Linked DNA regions of Zea mays: region 1 is linked to region 2. Evidence: chromatin contacts called from public Hi-C data. All regions are on one chromosome and are shown on one strand. The core of a region is the stretch at or near the end of the contact, and the rest is flanking DNA. Distances in the headings are between cores, read along the strand shown.

Region 1 (6,199 bases), core at 2,274-4,773, 210 kb before region 2:
AAAATACTCTCACCATATATGTCTGATCTCATCCTCCTTCCCTAAGAGGTGCTCTGTTTCATCCTTAATGCTTGTTTCACAATTATACAAATAAAAAATGAACAAGCTTTTATCATGATCAGGATACTGTTATGCTATATACATTTGGGGTCATGAGTTGAACTGCATGTCAAATGTTCAGAACTTGGTATAGCCGGGGAAACTTTCATGAGGCTACATGCTGATTCAAAAGGCTAGAAATTTAAAACTCTCTAGCACTACATATTCCCACAAAGCAAAACTAGCAATACCTACATGCTGATTCAAAAGGCTACAAAAGATAATTACATCATATGGATTATGGAGCAGTGGGCTGCTTATTTCTCATCGCCAAATTTTAATGCCAAGAAAAAAGTTGAAAAGTGGGTGTTCTGCTTGAATCTTAGAGCAAGAAATGAAGCAAGTGGACAACCAACATATTCAAAATGTTAAAGAGTTGATGCTACAACTGACCAGAAACAAGCCAGCCAACCATAGCACATGGAGTCCAGCTAAATCTATTAAAAAATATAACATTTCACTTGTTTATGGGTACATGTAATCAATTACCTTGTTGATGAAGCAATCCATTCATCATTCGACTGGATCCTTGCACATTCAGACTACCACTCCCACCACTACCATTCAAATTGATTCGTGATGCAATACTTGGCACGGACAAACCACCAGTGCCTATATTTCTTCCAATATTGCTTGCACTTACCATATTTCCTACAGAACTTATCCGTTGACCCGAGTTTCCTATAGATGAAGATACTGGCATCCCATGAACAGAATTGCGATTACCACCGGAGCCCAAGCCCGAGGATAAGCCTTGGATGTTACCACCAATATTCATGCTGCTACTAAATGCCGGACCTGCGCCAAAATTCATCCCTCTACCACTGACACCTGAATGTGCATGAGGAATCTGCAAAGGGACCACACAATAAATCATCTTGCTCCACATGGATGTGCAGACAGAGAACACATACATTTGAATTATAAAAATTGGTTCTCGGATCCCATAAGACATTAAAGTGAACATGTATGTTTACCACCAAATAAGGAAATGAATTGCACTATATGAATAAAGGTGAGCATTAGAACCTGAGGCATGCCAACTGGAAGGTTGTTTGAAGGGAATCTCCCAGGAATGCTACCTCCAGGTTGTTGAACCCCAGAGGACGGAAGGCCACTCATGGCAGCATTCCTTTGTGCAAGTGATCCAGGCATACTCGGAAGATTGTAACTTCCATGAGTGTTATGCAAGCCTTTGAAAATGTCAGGAAAACAAACCTTACTTAATGTCTGCCATGTAGTATAAATGAACTAACAAAAGTTTTTGTATTATATATATGCTCACCAGAATGATGAAAACCTGGAATTGATCCAGATTGACCCGAAAAGGATGCTGTAAATGGCCTTCCAGCTGAGTCTGAAAGATTTGATGCCGAACTATTAAGGTTTGACTGCCAAGGAAAAAATGAGTTAGTAAAAAATAAACATAATATTGAGTTAAGACTGCAAACCATATTGAGATAAGCAGGCCCCTAAAGACGTTTGAGTAGGAGATAGTCATCAAAGAGTTCAAGATGTAATACTCATTTGTTGTCCACAAAAAAAAGGAGTGTACAAACAAGCAAATGACCTACCAGATCACAACAAAACAATACATCTTCCCTGATTTAACTGTTGGTACAGTCTCAGTGCACAAACTTTACTGCCACCTAATACAAGTACCGTATATCAAACATTTTTTTTCTCGAACGCGCAGGAGAACTGTGCATCATTATATTGAAAGAGAGAAAGGTCCGAAGTGGACCACAGTACAATGCCATAACAGGCAAAAAGACATAGGGAGTATATCAAACATTAAAAATATGGCTGTCTAACAGTGCCCAAATTTGACTTCACCTAATATAAGTAACATATATCGAACATTACAAATATTGTTGTGACAACTGGCAATGTAGTTTTGATGATGATTCCATTCATATAACTCTTGCATGAAATCTCTAAAAAGATTTGTCTGCTGACGACTAAAGTTGTAGAAATTTATCTTTCACCAAAGAAAAACATCCATTCTAGACCCAATGTGGTAAACAAATGGAAAGAATATAAATACATAATGGGCAGACCAAGTGCTGGAGGGTCCCGCATGAGTGGGGTCTGAAAAAGGGGTAAATCGAAGCAATCCTTCCCCCACAAATGCGGAGGCTGCTTCAAACACATGACCTAGTGACTCAGTGATACAGCTCTCACCACTACACCAGGCCTGCCTTTCAACATGAATACATAATGGTGGCAAGAAAACCCAATGGCAAGTATACTTGTGCAAGTACATACGTTCAGCAAGCCCGACATTTTGAAGACAACAAAAGAATCGGTGACTCAAGAGAAAATGAAGATTATCCACAAAAAATGCATGATACAGCAAACCCTTCCAACCTGAAACAGAAAAAAAGGATACATTTATAAGTAGTCGGTACAGTAAGGGAATCCTTTGAAAAAGAAAAGTACCTTTTATTAAAACGATTTGAACAACATATAACAAGTGCAGCAATGAAAATGAAAGGCAGACATTATATTCAAGTTAATCCATAGATCAGTTGGTTGTTACATATCTGTCATTCAGTTCAAATGACATGACAACAACAAATCTGTTTAGTCTCAAGCAAGTTGGGGAGAGCTAGAGATGAGAACCATCAAGCCACATCAGCAAAAAGAAAATTCATAAAAATATATAAAAGGGTCACTTAAAAACGACAGGAAATATTAAGCTAGAAGGCAACCGTTCGAAAATTAAGTAGCTACAATTCTCACAATTACTGCAGAAATTTTAAATACTAAGAGATTAGTCAGGCCAACCTTACAATAGGAAACAGACCATGTGCCAGCACAATATGGAAACATGCCTATTCTTCTAAACACCGCTAAACATGTAGAAGGGTTATCTGTGTGATAAACCACTGGGTTATTTGGTTAGACTAGTGCATTCCAGAATAACCTGATCAGCGCAAAGCACGACAGCAGCAACATTTCATATGAGAGCTGACGCTGAAACTACCGAACCGTAGAATATAATCCCACACGATCAATTCTTCGCAGGTACGAGCACACAAATCTCCGCGACCTAACACAGGAAAACAAAGAAAAATTCCAGCGAACATATAACACGATCCCACTCCACATCGGCAATCGCTGGATGAACGAAAAGAAACACACGTAGAAAAGGATCGAAGGACGCAAAAAGGCGGCAGGGAAGTCGTATGGGAGCGGGATCGCGGGGTACGTGTCGGGAAATTAGGGCAAACCATGGGCACGGGGCATCCTTACCGAGGGGAGGCCGTGCCTGTCACGCGGGAGGGGGGGAGATCGGGTTCGGCGGCGGCGGCGGCCGCCGCGCTCGGCGGATCAAGGGGGAGGCGGGGAGCGTCGGGAGAGGGCGAGACGTTCGGCGTCTGGCCGTCGGCGAGGGCGAGGGGAATCGAAAGTCGAAACTGACGCGGATAGACGACGGGGAAGGGAAGCTGAGGCCGGAGGGGAGAAGGGACAAGGACAAGTGGGCTTTGATCCGTTACAGATGAATGGAACAGGTTGGAGGATGGGCTGCGCGGGCTGAGTGGGCCGGTATGGATTTCTTTCGAGGCGGGGTCGAGGGATAAAATGGGTCTGATCTGGACGGCTGTCAGTGTGTGTCAGATCAAGAGCATCTCTGAAAGTCACATTATTATATTTCAACTTTCAGGCCACTTTTAAATGTATTATTCTCACAACACAAAAATAAAAAATGCATGATTAGATTTGTATATAACTTAAAATCCTATATAATTTCAAAATGCAGAAAATTTCTATTTCGACCTTTGGATGCAAAAAATCGCAATAATTGCATGAGAGATATACATCTCTACTACTTATTAAGGCGGTAAGGGTAGCCTGTCGTTCTGCCATTTTGCGATCTCAACCATCCAGTCTACCATTCTATAATCTCAGTCGTACGATCCTACATTTCAGTCTCGTTCCCTGATCCCACACAACGGTGCCGCTCCTAGATCGCGCCCCGAAACCGTCGCCCCCGGCCTCCCCTCCCCCGGTTCTGGCTGGCCACGAACTCCGCCCCCCTGCCCCTACCCCGATTATGCCGCCGTCGTCCGATCCCACCCGCATACGCTGCTCCCCGCCTCGAGGCTCGTCGGAACGGACGCCTGGATGTCGCGGCTGCAACCCACCGTCGCGCAGGGAGGCTCCGCAACCCGCAACCCAGAGGATGCACGGAGGCCGGAGGGCATGGGGGAATTCTTGTTGAGGTCTATGCATCAACATCTTCTTCAAGGTACACCGCCGCCATCCCAATCCCTACCCCCAGATTGAGCCAGTACCCCTTTTTCCTTCTCTGAATCTCACCCTCTGCTTCCTTCGTTCGATGTCACGCCATCAGTGCACAAGCACCAGCACAATGGCGGTGACCTTGCCCTTGCCACTGTCCGTGGTTGGTTGAGTGAGTGAGTAGCTTTGGTGTTGGATTAATGTGGGCTTGGCCCAAATTAATATTCAATAATAGTCAATGCTAATGGCCCACTTTAATGCTATGGTGTACTAATTATTTAGTACCATATTGGAAGTTCAAAGGACAAATCAATCAACTTAAATAGGTGGACCATTGGTGCATCTATTGAGAAGTTGAGAAAAGGATGAAGGACTGCCACACGCGCGTGCGCGCGCCGCCGCCGCCGGCCGGGCCGTGGCCCCGTGGCCGTGGCCGTGGCCGTGGCTGTGGCCGTGGTAGATCGGACCTTGGTCCGAATATTCCTTTCAAACGGTTTCGCATTTTGCCTGGAGCGATGACCGTCATGATAACCGACGTCAGTTACTGTCGTCAGTTTCCAGTTCTAATGCGCGACCGTTTCTGTCCGTTGTTCTTCTCCCTCCTTCTGACCGCCTATAAGAATAGAGAGGGAGGGCTCTTCCAGTCATGCGAATTATCTCACGCGAATTGCAAACAATACATTCCCGTCCCATCTTCTGCGAGCACAGAGAGAGTGGGAGAGCAGGCCTCCGAAATCACCGACCGCAGAGAGATACACTTGCACGGGTGTGCGGGCGATCAGATTTTTGGGGAGCGTCTTCGCGACTGCTCGCGTGACCTGTTTGTCCAGCTGCTTCGTTCACAGCTTGCTGTTCGTCGCCTTCCCGAGTTGACGCGTGCTGCTGTTCTTCTTCCCGGCGACCGTTCGAGAGACTGCACAGCGTACATCTTCCTGCACCGACTTCGTATGGTTACATCGAACAAACACACGAGATGTCTCGTGTGAATGGAGCCACTGATGCCTTGAGCATCAGTCCCTCCGCTGGGTACACTCTGTTCTTCGTATTTGTGCATGTTTCATTGCTGTTTACTGCTTATGCGAGTAGTTATACACACATGCACATACATGTCATCACATATATCACACTGTTTTTCTGGATTAAATTATAACTAAAAATGCCTAACTTTCTAACAATCCAAAAATCTGATATTAGGCATTTTTCCGCTGGTGGTTTTGCTGCTGCGTTAAAACCAAGTGAACCTTTTGATGGGACGTTTTACAAGAGATGGCGTAGTAAGATGATACTGTGGTTGACCGCAATGAACTGCTATCACGCCGCACAGGGGAAACCCGAACAGTTCACTCCTGAAGAGGAGAGAATGTTCGACGTTGTCGATAACCTGTTTCGAGGCGCCGTGATTGGCGCTCTTGCCAACAAGTATGTTGATTCTTATCTAACGTGCACATCTGCAAAAGAGTTATGGGATGCATTAGATGAGAAGTTTGGTGTTTCTGATGCTGGTAGCGAGCTGTACATCATGGAGCAGCTATTTGACTATAAGATGGTGGAAAACCGTCCTGTAGTTGAACAGGCTCATGAAATACAGGCACTGGCTAAAGAACTCGAACAATTCCCATGTGTCTTGCCTGACAAGTTCGTGGCCGGCGGTATTATCGCTAAACTGCCACCTTCTTGGACGGACTTTGCTACCACTCTAAAACATAAGAGACAAGAGTTTAGCGTGGCTGAGCTTATTGGTTCTCTTGATGTTGAGGAGAGGGCGAGAGCAAAAGACACTCGTGGAAAAGGAGTTGAGACTTCTAGTGCCAATATGGTACAAAAGAAGAACTCCAATGCATCACATAATAAT
Region 2 (6,834 bases), core at 1,533-4,032:
AATCGTTGATTTCGTTCTATGCACTTATGACATCCTTCATGCTCATCATCACGACACCCGTCATACTAACCAGACATGTTCGATGCACTTATAACATCTAGTCGATGCTGATCGTTTAAAGCTTGAACATCCGATGCTTTGACCGGTGCTACACTGAACATGTCTTGTGCATTATACCCCTTCACGGGATTTTGTGCTTTTTACTTAGTTGAGTTTAAAATAGGATATGAAAATAAGTAGGTTGCTGGAGATAGCCTTATTTTAATCGGATTATAATAATAGATATGTTATATTTAATTAGCAAGCTTAATCCACTAAACATAGAGATTTAATCAATATCCATTTATAATAATATGTGTTATGATAAGACTAATGTTGTTATTGCATAGACAATGTTATTACGAAGCTAACGAAACTTGAACGGATCTAATCGGAGTTAAAATGAACAACATATGAATTTTCTAAGATTTGGGAATTACTTTATACTTGAAACTCGATTTCCATATTTTCTTTTATTAGTTTCTGAACCGTATGTACTACAAATATTATTTCTTAAGTCTTCGGGTTTTATTCCGTAAAAATATGGACCTAACCGTAATAGTCTTATGCCTTCGGTGGATGGCAGGTTAGTTATGAGATTCCGCGGGGGTCTTTTACAAACACGCCTCGGCGAAAGGGTACAGGCCGATTCTAGCCACCCGATCAGATTCGAGGGACAGGATTAGATCGCGCCTATACTGAATCGGTATGCAACCCTGACCCTCGGATCAGAGATCGACGGCCGAAATCCGACCATGCCAGTGCCATCCCCAAGCCCTCGGATCACTGATCACCGACCAAGATTTAATTCCCCAAGCGTTATCCCGCGAACAAATCCCCACCACATGATCTCGATCCTACGTCTGGGGTGTCATCTCCTTCCTCCCGACTAGAATCAGGCGCAACTCCCCCCCTCGCGACAGAGAACGCCGGTGAGCCGAGCCCCGGTGTTCTGGAGCGTGAATCACAAATCGTCTCGACTCTACACGATGCGGAGGTAAACATGGATTGGGAGGGCAAGTCATTACCAGGAGTCGGACGCTAGCGTGTGCTGCACACAGCGAATGGTTGTTCGGCGACGGAGAGCTTGCTCCGGTGAGCAATTCCACACACCCCCATCGATAACTCGTTGAATTAGTGGCGTCCAAGGTTTGCCCGCGTCCTGGCGACTCCCCTGGGCACCCAGCTGAGGACGGGGAAGCGTCGATTCAAGCGGTCCCCCACGACTGCACTTCCCCATTGTATGGCGGCTCGAGTTCTCCTCCCTCGTCAGTGGCAGATAAAGGTCTGGAGAGATGAACCAACGGGAAAGGAAAGGTGCACTGCGCTTGGCTTATAGCCCCAACCATGCGAGTCCGATTAGCAACGGCGCCGACGAAAAAGGAGGGGGGTGTCGCCGTGGTCCACACGTGGTTTGTTGCCGCGATGACGCAAGGGATGATAGGTGGGCCCCAGTGCCAGCTGCACGGGACGCACGAGGATTGTAGCACGGGGCTGGGCCAGCTGATGAGATGGCCCCACCTGGCAGCCCCCCAGCATCGGGTGACTGGGCCACGCGACAGTGAAGTCCAGATGGTCCAAAAACGGGAAACCCGATATGACTCTTTTTATTTTCTGTGTTTCCTTTATGATTTCTATGTCATGTTTCCATTTTCAAATTAAGTTTCAAATGAATTTTTGGATTTCAAACTCATTTGAAATGTATAGTTTAAACTCCCTAGCATGAATGCAAAAATATACTTTATATATTTGTGTTTATTTTAGTTCCTTTATACATGCTTCAATTCATGTAGTAGTGAATAGTTCACACCCTATTAATTTTAGGGAGATATAATTTCTATTGTAGATTATATCTTAAGAATTATTATAATTCTTCTATATAATCTACCCAAGGGTAATTTATTTCATCTAGGTATCTTTTATTTTAGTCCTTTATTTAGAAAATACATACATTTTGGGAGCAGTGGGTGACTTCGAAGTACGAATATTCTCCCGGTAGAGTGTTTTGTTTTAAAATCTTTGTGGATTTTTTCTTATTTTCACAAGATTGTACTCTAGGGTGTTAAAAAAGGTAAGATAAGTCTTTAAGACTAATTAGTCTATAATTCAATCACGTGATGTTGTAATATACATTTGTTAATTATAAATTAATTAGTTTAATAAAGTTAGCCTGTCATTTAGTCTTTACCTATATAATTATATTATATTTAATACTCAAACATTTAATACGACACATATTAAGCTTTAGTCAGAAAAATCAATGGGATGCCCTCTAAAGCAAACACACCAGAAAGATGTGACGAGTCAATGGGTTTTTAGATGAAACGGCCAAGAGTTTAAGGAGACGTTTGGTTACCTGCATATATCGGCATCATGCTCCACAGATACAACTACTAAGCGTTTGGTTGCTTGGATGGAGGTTAGGGCCTATCCCACGCGGTGCAGGATTTCCTTATAAGCCAGGCTCTACTCATGCGGCAAAATTCTTCGTTTCTACGTGGCAAGGCTCACGCGAGCGCAACAAACGCGTAGATCGGACATGTCAGTGACTCTGTGAGTGTAAGAAGATGCCTGCATGAAGCTAACCAAACAAAATCTTCGAGCAACCAGGTTTCGTGCATACGTTAACCAAACATCGCCCGTATGCATGCACTTAAGTACTTAACCTGGCTACTTGGAGCTTGGCTGCCCAAGTATAACTTAGCTCATATAAGAAGGGAACCAAACAGGGCATAAGAGTTTAGAAACACTTTACATTAGATTTTTTGTATGAAACGCCCGCAACCGACTTGCTCCTCAAGCCTCCCTGCCTGCCAGCTCACTCGCCTTCTTCCTCCCATTCCCCTCGAACCAACCAGCAGCGATTCGGATCGAAACGAAACGAACCAAACCAACCAACTCGCCACCCTCCAAAGCCGCAGCCCCAATCCCACCGCCGGCCAGGCAGGCAGAGCGCACCCCGCGCCATGTCAGCCACGTCGTCGTTCACAGCGGGGGAGTCGTCTCGAGCTGGCGAGCAACCGGAGCGCGACGAGGTGGTCGAGTTCCTGGACTGCCCTTGGGTAGCACTCTCCTCCGCCATCGTCGTCATCGGCGCCAACGACGAGCGGGCACGGATGCTCGCGCCCGGTGCCTCCGACATCTTTCTCGACCTCCAGCCCCCGCTGGTCGGCGCCTCCTATCTGGTCCTGCCCGAGCGCATCGTCGCGCACTACAGGTATTCAGGCTACCAACCCTGCGTCTTGTCCGCCTGCTCCAACTGCCTCCTCTTCCTGGCTATCCAAGCCGAGGGCGTCTCGAACCCGGCCTTCTTCCTCGGCAACGCCCGCGCCCGCACCGTCGTCCGCCTCCCCGACGTCCCCGCCCACCTCGGCGTCAACATCATCCGGCGACAGAGCATTGGTCTCATCGCCGATCAGCGACACGATGGACATTACATGGTGGCCCAGCTCCACCCCACCTGGACGACCCTCCACAAGACCCTGCTATGCTACTCCACCGTCACCGACCAGTGGACTGCCAGGCCGCTGGCCTCCGCCGAGGAGCACCCTCGCTGGGGCGCCCACGGCGTTCTCGCCCACGGCGGCCTCCTCTGGTGGATCGACGTCTCCTACGGCATGCTCGTCTGCGACCCTTTCGCCGCAGACGACAACCTGCACCTCCGCTTTATCCCGCTCCCGGTCGGCTCCATGCTCATGGCCCAGCCAGAGCTCATGGCCCATGGCCTCCGCTTTATCTCCCGCTCAGGGCTCATGGCCCATCAACGCTTCATCAGGCCCAGCCAGGGCAAGCTGCGATACGTGGAGATCCAAGGAGCCCCCAGCGGTATGCTTACTACCAACTACCAGCCCCCGTCGAACCCCCAGGTCCGCATGTTCACGCTCGTCAGCCAAGAGGGCCAGCATCACTGGGTACACGAGTACACGGCGACCTTCCTCGACATTTGGAGCTACCGCAGCTACGCCGACGCCGGTCTGCCCCGGGGCGTGGTGCCTTCGCTCGCCCTCATCGACCCCAACAACGCCAACATCATCTACTTCTTCCAGGGCACGACGCTCTTCGCAGTGGACAGATACGCCAGGAAGGTCTTGCACCACCTGCAATACTTGGTAGACGTAGTAGACTCCACATACGCGGACCTCACGTTGCAGAACTCCCGCTACGTTAGTGCCTGGGAGCTGCCACCAGGAGTTTTCGTCAACGGTCATGGGCCAAACGGTACGTACACGGTACACCGTACGCGCGTATCCTCAATCAACTATGGCAATCCGTTTTTGTTTGCGCGAACTCTCACAGGGAGCTTTTTCTTTCATCACCGTCGCTATCGGGAAATTTATCCCCGTGGAAAACCCCACGACGAACCTGATGAGGATTAAATTTTCCCCATTCAGATACCGAGAAGACTAAATTACTAACATATCCATCCTCCAATAGAAAAATTCCTTGTGATGAATCGGAGATCGGGTCCCTATTACCATCTCTATCTTCAATGGAGTCAATGTGATTTCGTTGCTTGCCTTCAATTCCGTAAGGGCCTTTTGGATTTATTCATTTTACATCACGTTTGGATCCTTATTCCATTCTAACAGTAATAATTTAGGAAATAATCAATTAAGTTAATATGGTTTTATGTGAAATATATTTTAAATACTATTGTAGCAATATATGAGAGATATTTATGTGCTATATTTTTTCTATAGAGGAATGAACCGAAGAGCGTGCCGAGTAGAAATATATTTTGTTGATACATAAAATCATTTTTCATACTCTACCACATAAATTTGAGATAGACTTATATCTGATCTTTGGAAAGCGGTGAAATGTCAAATTCTAAGCTAAATAGATTATTTTATTAAGTAAATTTCAATTCCTCGTTAGAGGAATTGAAATTTACTTAATAAAGTAATCTATTTAACTTAGAATTTAACATTTCACCATTTTCCAAAGCTCAGATATAAGTCTATCTTAAATTTATGGCGTGGAGTATGAGAAATAATTTTAGGTATCAACAGAATATATTTCTTCTCTATAAATTATATGACGCTATTTGGTTCACTCCTTTATAGTAAAAATATAGCACATAAATATGTTTCACATATTGTCAATTGATTTTCACCTAAATTATTATTATTATAGTGAAATTTAATTCTAAAGATCCAAACGGCACGTAATGAGTTGCCCAAGCGCGAGGGCCAATTCATCCATCAAACAGGGTTATATAGTGTATGGTCAATTGCTGATTCGGTTATACTCTTGCAGATGATTCTAAGCCAAATTACGATTCCAAGATGACCACTCTCCAATCGAAACGCACAACGTGCATGCACGACATATATCTAGACCGTAACAATGGAACTGGCGTTTTTATGTTGAATTGCTGCAGGTTGGGATTAAATTAGTTATTGGGAACGTATTCAGGGCACATAACACTGGTGCACAAGGTGCATAGATAAAATTGTGCTCGTTCATTTTAATCTAACGTCTCATGTTGTTCCCAAAGTTGTATCAATATCACTCTCTAAGCACGATAAAACCGGTGAAAGGTGGTGGTGGTGGATATGTTTTTTAAAAAAGAAAAGAGAGTGTTATATCTAAATAGATCGATACGGTTTTATATGTGCATCATACGCATCTTTGCTAGCTGCTTATTGACCCACCATCTCACTAACCGATGCTTTTGTTTTGGTTCTCTAAATGTATGATGCAGGTGGGAGCTGAAGTCAGGGTACTAATAACGAAGGAACAGATGGATCAGACTGGGATCGAGAGGCCACTTCTTATTCGTCTGAACAAGTGGAGGGTTATGCAACTTCAGCGATGGTTTCAGACATGCGCCCCCTGGAAAATTTAAACCCATGTTAGGAACAGAGCCTGTGGCCATTCCGTGCTCCGCGACTGTATGAGAAAACATTTTGTTTTGTGTTGCATATCGCTAGCTGAAAGAAAAATATGTCATTGTGTCATTTCTAAGTGTTTTGGTGATTAAGTGCCTAACACATAACTTTGATCTTGTTGACACCTTTTGCGGGTGCCAAACACTCAACAAGAATAGGCGGCGGTGCTCTCTGCACAGACGCGGACGGTCCACGGCCAGGGGCCGGACGATCCGTGACCTGGCGTAGGGCTAGGGTTTCCTGCCTGACGGCCGGACGGTCCGCGCGTGCGCAGGGACGGCGGAAGTCGCCGGCGGCGCCTGGATCTCGCTCTCGGGAGGGACCCCGTCGGGAGGAGAGATCCTAGGGGATGTCTAGGCTCGGCAGGCCGACCTAGACTCCTCTAATCGACGTAGAGTCGAAGAGAAGCGTGGAATTTGGGGATTGCAAGACTAACCTAGAACTAGACTAGAACTACTGCTAAGAATAAATATAAATTGTATTGATTGAAGGTTCGATTGATTGGTTAAATCGGTCGTATTCCTCTGTTTTTATAGAGGAGGGGGGCTGGACCCGTTACAAACAAAATCTCGAGCTAATTCCGTGAATTTCGTCAACAAACACAGCAAGAAACTCGAAACTCTAATCTGTTCTGCGCGCGCGGACCGTCCGGCCCATAGGCGCAGATCGTCCGGTTTTCTTTTTGGTGCCCAACATATGTCCTCCTGCCTTTTAGTGGAGCTGAGCAAACCAAAAGTCGGTTCTCTTTAAGCATCTTGCCACATACTAGGATGGTACTGCTTGAGGAAACGCTCATTCAAAGCCTTGGGTAAATATTTCCCTTGTAATGTTTGCAATAAATAGGCGTTACCAGACATTACCTATTTTACTTTATATGGACCCTCCCAGCTTGGCGGCCATT

Evidence for each region. A called contact is a pair of places that touch in the nucleus more often than the background predicts.
Region 1: a Hi-C map of ear shows a contact between it and region 2, with 4 times the contacts expected there. The contact joins the promoter of LOC100381661 here to the promoter of LOC100191854 in region 2. A contact is called at or near these places in 4 of 25 Hi-C or Micro-C datasets (ear, leaf and tassel).

The regions. Positions count from the first base shown.
Region 1 is chr4:181,519,045-181,525,243 of Zm-B73-REFERENCE-NAM-5.0, reverse strand. It overlaps LOC100381661, which reads right to left and starts at 3,523. Exons shown (of 15, transcript NM_001318231.1): 1 at 3,358-3,523; 2 at 2,368-2,469; 3 at 1,385-1,490; 4 at 1,129-1,292; 5 at 589-949. The coding sequence starts at 2,385.
Region 2 is chr4:181,306,724-181,313,557 of Zm-B73-REFERENCE-NAM-5.0, reverse strand. It overlaps LOC100191854, which reads left to right and starts at 2,782. Exons shown (of 2, transcript NM_001137278.2): 1 at 2,782-4,257; 2 at 5,747-6,038. The coding sequence starts at 3,006. The coding sequence ends at 5,757.